Linked DNA regions of Hordeum vulgare: region 1 is linked to region 2. A link is a contact called in public Hi-C data. All regions are on one chromosome and are shown on one strand. Each heading gives the region's core, a stretch centred on a gene start, on an enhancer-like site or on the middle of the called end of the contact. The rest is flanking DNA. Distances are from core to core; before and after follow the strand shown. Region 1 holds the start of LOC123426224. Region 2 holds the start of LOC123426216 (GDSL esterase/lipase At1g09390-like).

Region 1 (4,832 bases), core at 1,023-3,522, 260 kb after region 2:
GGAAACTTTGGCCTTGATCAATGGGGATGAACAGACTATCATTGCACCTAAGAGCTTGAGACGTGCTAGCTGGCCCCCACTGTGCAGCAGATGGAAGAACATCATAGTGGGGTATAGGGAATGGTTGGTTGCGTGCGATGTCAGCAGTCTTAGCAAGATACTCTTGGGACCTAGAAAATCTGCCATCAGCTATAGCACAATGTTCTGAAGGGGAAGGGCCACGGGGAGAATGTGCAATCCCATAGTCGGGGACAACATAATACGAGTATGATGTGCCTTCAGCCTGTTGGTCCTGTCGAGGGACAAGTACATATCTAATCAAACACACTGGAGAACAATTGAATCAGGAAAGAAACTAGCATTCTGCACTTCTGCAGTACTAACCAAGTAGTGTAGATCTTGATCACCACATCTCCAAATTGCCTGGTGCTCATACAACTCAGCAGGCAGATTAATTCCTGCAACCAAGAGAATAAAGTCAGGTGACACATTAAGTCGTTAACCATGCAACTCCACCACCAGCAAGACATATCGAGAAGTCATGAAATATTACCAGTTGGACCATATGGAGTCGGATAGTAAGTTGCGTTGGCAGGAAAGCAGAATTCCTCTCCAAATATGAGCTCAGAGTTTGCCTCAAAATCCATGGAATGCAGCCACTCTGAAAGACGGGCAATGGTGCGATCTACAACTGAAACATCTCACGATCAGTTCATCACCATTATTAGCAAAATGGCTTCTGAACACACAAGGCCACCCATGCAACCAACAGTTCCAACATTCCGAATCATCTATTAGCATCGCTTGGTAATAAAAATTGACCTTTGAAACAGTACTTATGATCCATCAGTTAAAAGTAAAACAGAACTTAGTTCATTAACTCCAAAACCTGTTAATTCTGCATCATTTCAAAACCATTGGGAAACAAGTGAAAAGCTATGCCCGAACAAGCACAGGGCACAACCCCCAAACAGCACGATAGCAGAATTACAAGATCATGGTATTTGCAGCAAACCCATTTAGTTAGCCATGTAACTACACAAAACCGTGGAACAAACACATGCATCGAACCAGCCAACCAGCAAAGGACACCAAACATTCAGCTATGAATTTGCAATTGCAAAATTGACAGCCCCATTTGCCTATCCCTAACAACCACAGTTAAAAATTCCGATCCATCCGTTAAAGGTAAAACAGAACTTACTCCGAAACCAGCTAATGCTGCATCATTTCATAACCATTGGGAAACAAGTGGAAGGCTATACCCCGAACAAACATAGGGCAAAATCACATCCCAAAACAGCCCCAAACAGTGCGATGACAGAAATACAAGATCGTGGTATTTGCAACAAGCCCATTTAGTTAGCCATGCAACCACACAGAAAATTGCAATAATTGTAACAGCCAATCCAGGGCAATTCGAACATGTGTAACTCGCCAATCCGTGGCTAGCTAAACCACAGGCTATCAACCTAAACTCTTCAGTCTTCGCAACCACATTTCTTCTATATTCCTACAAACCCCAAGAATGAACACATGCCTCGAACCAGCCAACTAGCACAGCACAACACACCAAACATTCAGCCATGAATTTGTTACTGCAAAATTGACAGCCCAATTTGCCTATCCCTCATAAGCCCAATAAAACAATGCCACAGGAGCGGCAAAAGGAGTCCCTTGATCACAAATGCACCTCCATTTCACCCCAACGGGCAATCCGAACCAGCAAAACGGGCCCAGGCTACGCTACGGTCACCCAAGCAAAGCACGAAACCCTAGATCGTTCGACACCGATCCGCGGAAACTCCGCAACCCCGGGGCACACGATCCGACCGCACCACCGCGAAACCAAACCCTCCCTACACCGCCGAATGCAGAAACCCCAAAAAACCCTGCCTCCAGCTAGCGAGCAGAGAACCGTACGGCAAAACAGAGGTGACAAGGGGTTCGAGTCGGGCAAGGCGAGCGCGCTGGCCGGCACCGAGCACCGTCGCACATGATCGGAGCACGCCACCGCGGAACAAAACCCTGGCCGCACCGTACGTACACCGTACCCCCGAAGCGGAAGCGGACACGCCCAGCCCCCGCGAGCGAGCAGCACGCGGTACGGGTTCTACGAGAGAGCTCACCGGCACTGAGGCAGCGTGCACCCGCCGGTCGTCGTCGTCGGCAGCCGAGGCGGAAACCCTAGCGGGCGGGACGGAGGCGTGGGGCGGCGAGGAGGAGCTGAAGCGAAAAGCGGGAAAAGGAAGCGTGGGAGGGGAAGAGGCCAGTCCGGTGCGGTGCAAGTACGCTGGCAGGCGCTATCTGGCTTGTTTCGCTGTCACTGGCATGTGGGGCCCCAGCGTGGGACCGCGCTCGTAGCGGGAGAGAGGGACGTGGTCACGTGGCTGTAGAGGGACTGACGGCGGCCATTCTGTTTCCGACGGAGAGAACGGAGTTCTCCGTTTTGGTCCCTCTTACTGACATGTGGGCGCGTGCGTCCTCGGGGACCCAGATGGTGGTGGCGAACTCGCGATGTGAAGCGTTGGTTGTGGTCTGTGGATGTCCTGGTCCGGTGACACGTGTGATTCGGTTCATTTAAAACACACACATCAAGGAACAAAAACAAAAGACATAGTATATCGGACATATATTGGTGAAATCTTTAGTATGACTGTTTTCATACTCATTGGCCATTCTGTGATTGACAGTTTGAATCTTCGGTAAGTTTGTATATCGGGGTGATAGTTTGAATCTTTAGTATATCGGACATATATGACCGCTTTGATACTCATTTGCCATTCCTATTTAATGATGTGGTTGACAGTTTGAATCTTCGAGAAACTTGTATGTTGGGGCGATAGTTTACTTGGGCTAATAACCGATCTATGCCGGCATACGAGAAACTCGATAGGGTATTCATGGATACCGAATGTAAGTTAAAATATCCTCTGGTAACTGTACGGGTCCTAGAACATATCGAGGCATTATCAAATCATGCGTCCATCATTCTCAATACTAATTCTACCAACACATCTATGCACCGTCCTTTCAAGTTTGAATTGGGATGGTTGCACAAAGATGGCTTTGAAGATATAATCAATAATGTATGAAAGAGGCCCATCGTTGGTCGTACGCCTATTCAGAGATGGAACTTTGAAATTAGGGCCACAAGGCACTATATTTCTGGATGGGCAAAACACACCAATGGTTTGTACAAAAAGGAAAAACAACGTCTCTCCACTATTATTCATGACCTCGATAAAATCGCAGAGACTCACATCTTGTCGCAACAAGATATTGAACTAAAAAGGTAATCCAATGAGAAGATTGCACGCCTTTTGCGAGAAGAGCAAACCAAATATTACCAACGATCCAAAGTCGACTTCATTTTGAAGGGAGATAGTAATACATGATACTTTCAATTGGTTGTCAATGTGCGACATAGGAAGAAGTGTATTTTCTCTCTTCAACAAGACGAGGGGCGGATCGAAGGACATGCGAAGCTCAAAAGTTATATCACTAAATACTACAAGTCTCTGTTCGGGCCACCAGATGAAGGGAGTTTTACCCTCGATGAGACCCGAACAGATGACATTCCAGAAGTCTCAGCAGAAGAAAAGAATGTCCTCACGACATCATTCTCAGAGGAGGAGGTGAAAGTTGTGGTGTTCCAAATGGAACATAAGAAAGCTCCATGCCCCGATGGCTTCCCCGCAAAATTCTATGAAAATTTCTAGGAAGTCATCAAGACTGGCCTTTTGGAGTTGTTCAATTGTCTTCATGTCGGTCAACTTGAGGTATTTAGGCTTAATTTTGATGAGATTGTATTGTTGCTGAAAATTAAGGAGGCACAGCAGATTTAGCAATTTTGACCCATATGTCTCCTTAATCTGAGCTTCAAGATTTTCACCAAAGTGACCACTAATCGACTCAACACGGTTGCAGACCATGTCGTCCGACCATCTCAAACTGTTTTCATGCAAGGAAGAAACATACTCGATGGAGTAGTGATCCTACATGAGACCGTTCACAAGATGCACCGAAAAAACATGAGTAGAGTAGTTCTCAAGATTGATTTAGAAAAGTCATATGATAAGGTCAAATGGTGCTTCCTTCAATAGGCCCTAAGAATGAAAGGATTCTCCGATAAATGGCGTGACTGGATCCAAAGTTTCGTTACTCGAGGTAGTGCGGTTAGGCCATTACTTTTAAATGAAAAGGGATTATGTCAGGGTGACCCCATGTCTCCGATGTTATTTAACATTGTTGATGATATTCTGGCGCTTTTGATTGAGCGTGCTAAGTAGGACGGTCAGATTGCAGGAGTAGTGCCACACCTCGTGGATGGTGGCCTCTCCATTTTGCTAATGCCAATGATACAATTCTTTTATGGAACATGACCTAGACAAGGCTCGAAACCTGAAACTCATGCTTTCGACGTTTGAGCAAATGTCAGGCCTTAAACTTAACTTCCACAAAATTCAATTGTTCTCCTTTAGAGAAGCTGGTGAGGCGACGGCTGATTATGCTAACCTGTTTGGTTGTGCGTAAGGCCATTTCTCGATTAAATATTTGGGAATTCGAAAAGAGCGTTATATAGACTAGAGGGGGTGAATAGGCGATTTTTACAATTTTATCACTGAGGACATTCCTAGTGAGGAAAGTCCTCAGCCATGAACTGGGTGCAGCGGAAATAGTACAAAGTTTGAAGTGCAAAAATGTCTACAGCAAAGTAATCAACGTGATTTTAGAGATTCGGTTTGCACACGTCACAAGTACAGGATAAGCAGGTGAAGAATAACTCAGGTGAAGAATTTGAGGTGAGGAATTCAGAAAAAGTCTTCAGT
Region 2 (4,779 bases), core at 1,812-4,311:
GCCTTGAACACGCACACCAGCACCAGCACGTCCGTCTCGAGACCCTCCCCCCATCACCCGATCAAACACCCGTAGTGCCTCGTCGAACCACCCTGCACGCACGAGCACGTCGACCATGGCACAAGACACCAAGTCCCGGTCCGGCATTCAGGCAAACACCCGCCGTGCCGCCGCCAGGGCGCCCGTCTTACCGTAGCCGGACAACACCGTGTTCCAAGAGGGTGGGGGGAGGATTGAAAGAGAAGGCTCCAACGGAAACTGAAGAGGAGGAGGAGGAGAAACCTTTGTCCTCTCGTCCGTTTCGGTGGGTGAGGGAGGATGGCGCGACATCAATGCGGGAGGCCTGGCTGGAAAGGCTCGACCTCTTTCTTTGTTCGTCCAACCCACGGCCACAACAGTGCCACTGGGGAATTCTTGTGGGGATCGCTCCGATTCCGATGGATACGATACGATACGATCATATGGGTCGGGACCGGCCGGCCGGCCGGGACATTGATTTTGGCTCGAAAAACTAGAACGGAAGAAGGTGCAACTCAAGTCGACTTCCCTTCCTTCTTCCTTGTGCGGGGGTGGGCCCAAGCATCCACTCGCTCAAAGGGAGGGATGTCGGTCCGTCTGAGCACCACGGGATCAAAGCGCCACGGGTAGTACCAGTAGGAAATTACTACAACCTACTCCCTCCGCTCCAAAATATAAGACCTTTTAGTATTTCACTAGAAGACTACATACAGAGTAAAATGAGTGAATCTATACTCTAAAATATGTCTATGTGCATCCGTATGTAGTTTATATCCGTATGTAGTTTATAGTACAATCTCTAAAAAGTCTTATATTTAGGAACGTACTCCGTACTACGAAATTGCCATGTGCAGGGAACGACCAAAAAGGGGCGGCTAAAAGATGGGCAGAGAGAGGAGGTAGCCGCCGGTCGTTGGGTCGAGCCATGTGACGCTAGGCGCGGCATGTGACTTTTTGGGTGTTGTAAAATAAACAAAAGAGGAGTCAGTCAGGAGTGGGTGAAGAGTTGCTCCTGCAGCCCTACGTCGCTCCTCCCTCCCTCCCTTTGCACGCCAGGCGCTCCCAACCAAGTCGCTACGCTACGTGCCACCCACCTCTCGCTCGAGTGCACTTCAGCCACCTCGTCGTCAAGGTTCCAGCTATGTCACGTCATCTACGAGCTACGACGAGAGATCGCCGTTTGCCGAAATCGGACTCGCCCTCGCCCTCGCCCTCGTCGACGCGTCAATCCATAATCGGCAACACGATTCTTGCTCTGGATAGGCTCTATCTGCAAACGTACTACTGTGGTCACTCACTCATTCCCTGGCGTCAAGTGCGGCATGATGATGCTTAGGGCCTACGATAATTAAGCTCAGGTGCGCGCGTGTGCGTGACGCGACGAAGATGGCCGGGCTGGGCTGGGCCAGGCAGACGAGCTGTCGGCGTCGTGCGATCGGATGCAGCGGCCAGCGCGGCGCCCTCGCCAACCACTGGTTGGCTGGCTGGACGGATGGATACGCGTGCCACCCTTCCGCTTAACTGATCCACTCCTCCTACAATCTTGTTTATTTTCATTTCTTTCCTAGAGAGTGGAGTAGTTGATTTACATAGTACTACATCAGTGCGGGGTTGTTGGATTGGCATTTGACAGCGAAAGGCCGCACGAGGATGCTTCAAAACCTGGCATGAGATCCCGTATTTTCCCACACAAAGCGGCTCGCTTTTATTTCGTTCCGGCCAGACGTCGGTCAGTGCGCATCATATATCATATGTGGCCACGAAGCTTCAAGCGAAAAGAGCGAACGGACAGGCGTGCGGAGTTTGGCGTCGACTGCCGTCACGCGTTGGCCGGCGATCAATTCGGGGCTGGATCTACCTCCCCGCGATGGCCATGGCCCATGACACCGGCCTTTTCATGGAAACGGGACAAGAGCGTCCGGCGGAGAGACGCGTCTTCTCGCCGTGGTTTTGGCGTCAAGTCGATTGTGTCAAAAACCATCGGAATCCGCCAGACCGAGTTGATTCGGTGACCCTTTGGGTCGAAGAAATTCGGTGGCGTGCTAGCTGGATCGATGCAGGTCACGGTTTGGCCGGCTAAACTTTGGCACGGACTGTTGTGCTGTACTACTACTCCGACAGTATGTACACAACATTGGATTGGGTTCATGTTTCTCCTTTTCAGCTTATTACCATCGCAGCTCCAACAGCTCTCAGCAAAACATTAAACAAAGGGAACAGATGGAGAAATGCGCTCTCCACCTCCCCGCAATCGATTCCCAACGCAGCTACTCCGACAAGGGCTAAATTACGCACTCCGACAAGACATTCGATGGAGTAACGACACTTGATTACTCTAATTGATTCCTACTGCTTCACTCTGGTTAATATAATTAACTAATGGCGGAAGGAGAGGGAGGGGGAGGGGAACGGGGAGGCACTCACAGATGAAGTCGAGGACGACGCGGCCGTCGGAGAGCCTGCCGGTGGGGTGGTGGAAGAAGGCGCGCCCCTCCGGCGGCGCGATGCGGATCCCCATTATCGCCGCCACCCCACCCGTGTCCGAGTTGGAGTCGCCGAAGTTGAACACCACCACCTCCTTCGGCTTCGTCGCCACCTTCGCCGCCGCCTTCGTGGGCGCCTGCGCCATCCCCTTGCTCTTCCGGTGCTCGCCGGCCCCGGCGGGCGCCGCCGCGGTGGCGAGGGCGGAGGTGGTCGAGAGGGCCGCGCCGCTGCCGGCGGCCGGCATGTAGCGGACCGTGGCGAACAGGACGGCCCCGGCCACCGCCCCCAGCACGCAGTAGTACTGCAGCCGCAGCAGGCTCATGTTCTTCATCAGCCCGCCGCCGCTGCCGCCTCCTCCTCCATTGCCTCCCCCGTTCGGCCCGCTCGCCATGGCTGGCCTTCCCGAGCTAGCTAACCAGTAACCACTGCCGCTGTCGGTCTTCTCCCTCCGCGCTCTCTGATCCGCGACTCTTGTCTGTCTGTCTCTCAGTCCGTGTCTCTGTGTTGTTTATATACACTGTTATTTAGCTCCCGAATGCACAATGCTTCAAACGAAGAGAAAGCTGGGCATAAAGAAACCACGTTGCACAAAACATGTGGAGGGTTGGTGTGTGACCCTGTTTACCTTTTGTTTTGGGCACCGCTCTTACGCTTCGGCCAGTCGGTCAGCAGCCGTTTGATCTGAGTTCTAATAGCCGTTCGATCAGCATCAGCGCACTGTCCTGCGCGCCTCCGACCTCCTGCCGCACGAGTATCCCATCCTCTCCCTTGTCATCATCGCTCGTCGCATCACCCTCATGCCCTCTCCCCCCGTCGCTCGTCGCTCGTCGCCGTTGACGCTCGTGCGTGCACATGCTTGTCCCTCCGGAACTCCGGTTGAAGCTTTTTTCATTGTGGTTGAAACTTTTTCCATGTCGCTTGAAGCTTTTTCACAACGGTTGAAGCTATTTTCGTTGCTGGTTGTAGCAAAAACGACATGCTTTTTTTCGTCGGTCTGTGGTTGAAGTTTTTCAAATATATGATTGAATCTTTTGTGTCAACGGTTGCAGCTTTTTGTGTTTCTGTGTCGAGGATTGAAGCTTTTTATATCGCCGGTTGAAGCTTTTTTCTAGCCGATTGAAGCTTTTTTTCATCACCGGTTGCAGCTTCCGCGGTTGCGTGGTGGGTGGACCTCGATTCCCGTCGTCTCTGGTTGAAACTTTCGACTCGTCGCCGGTTGCAACATCGTCGTCTCTGCCATAGCTTTTCGTCTCCAACACTGGTGGCATCCGATGCGGCGGAGCGGGGATTTGTTGAGAAGGTGGCGCGGGAGGCGCCGTCCTGTTCGCCGGAGGAGAAACATGAAAAGGGATAGCCCCCATGCCGACGGGAAGGAAAGGCCAGTGACTCCATGACAGCCGGCGGACGGAATCCGACAGGGAAGGCACGCCGGCTTGAAGGAACACCGTGGATCTGCCCAGAGGCGTGCGATGGGAAAGGATCCCGCGGCCCGCGTGCGTCCGACCTAATGGTTCGGCCGGCACGCCGGGTAGAAACGTTTCCCTTTTGTTTTTGTGACTTCCAATTTAGATCAGCTGGGAGAAGTGCAAGCTGAGAAAACCCGCAAAACTATCTGCCTTTGAGCCGCTATTATTAGTTTTAGACATGGGGTTAATATTGTTATACTTTCGTGTCAAAAGTATTCTATTAACATGATATTATCACTAGAGATAAATATGTTTTTGATCCCTCAAGTTTACAAGAAGTAGACATTTGGTTCCTCAAAACAAATTTGAGATACAGATAGGGTCATTGTCGTCGCCATCGTCCCTCCACACCGGTCGTTGGCGGGTGGAGGAGTGGGAGCCCGACGACGGTGGCCACGTAAAGGCTCGAACCATGACAGGGTGAGGTGTACTGCTTACTTTCGTAGGAGTTATTGGGATTCCCTAAAGAGAAAGAATAAAGTATATGAAAGTGCGTTATATCGACTAGAGGGGGGGGGGTGAATAGGAGATTTTTATAATTTCATCATTGAGGAAATTCCTCACTGATGACTAACTTGCAGCGGAAACAGCAAAGGATCAGGAGTGCAAAGTATCACTACAACAGTTTTTCAAGGTAAAGAATATGAATATCAGTTTGCACAGTATGCAGGCACAGAGACAGCGGGTGAAGAATTTTGGGTTGAGGAATTTCAGAGAAAGTCTTCAACAAATTCTTCAAACAGTGGCAATGAAAGTCTTCAACATACAATGTGAGGAATTGAAAGAGTTGAAGAAATAGAACCCGTTTCAC

What was found. A called contact is a pair of places that touch in the nucleus more often than the background predicts.
Region 1: a Hi-C map of leaf shows a contact between it and region 2, with 10 times the contacts expected there. The contact joins the promoter of LOC123426224 here to the promoter of LOC123426216 in region 2. A contact is called at or near these places in 4 of 6 Hi-C or Micro-C datasets (leaf, seedling and an unstated tissue) and 1 of 1 datasets of contacts at active chromatin or transcription factors (embryo).

The regions. Positions count from the first base shown.
Region 1 is chr1H:99,689,987-99,694,818 of MorexV3_pseudomolecules_assembly, forward strand. It overlaps LOC123426224, which reads right to left and starts at 2,273. Exons shown (of 7, transcript XM_045110015.1): 1 at 2,130-2,273; 2 at 554-691; 3 at 385-458; 4 at 1-292. The coding sequence starts at 647.
Region 2 is chr1H:99,432,005-99,436,783 of MorexV3_pseudomolecules_assembly, forward strand. LOC123426216 (GDSL esterase/lipase At1g09390-like) reads right to left here and starts at 3,062. Exons shown (of 5, transcript XM_045110007.1): 1 at 2,443-3,062. The coding sequence starts at 2,893.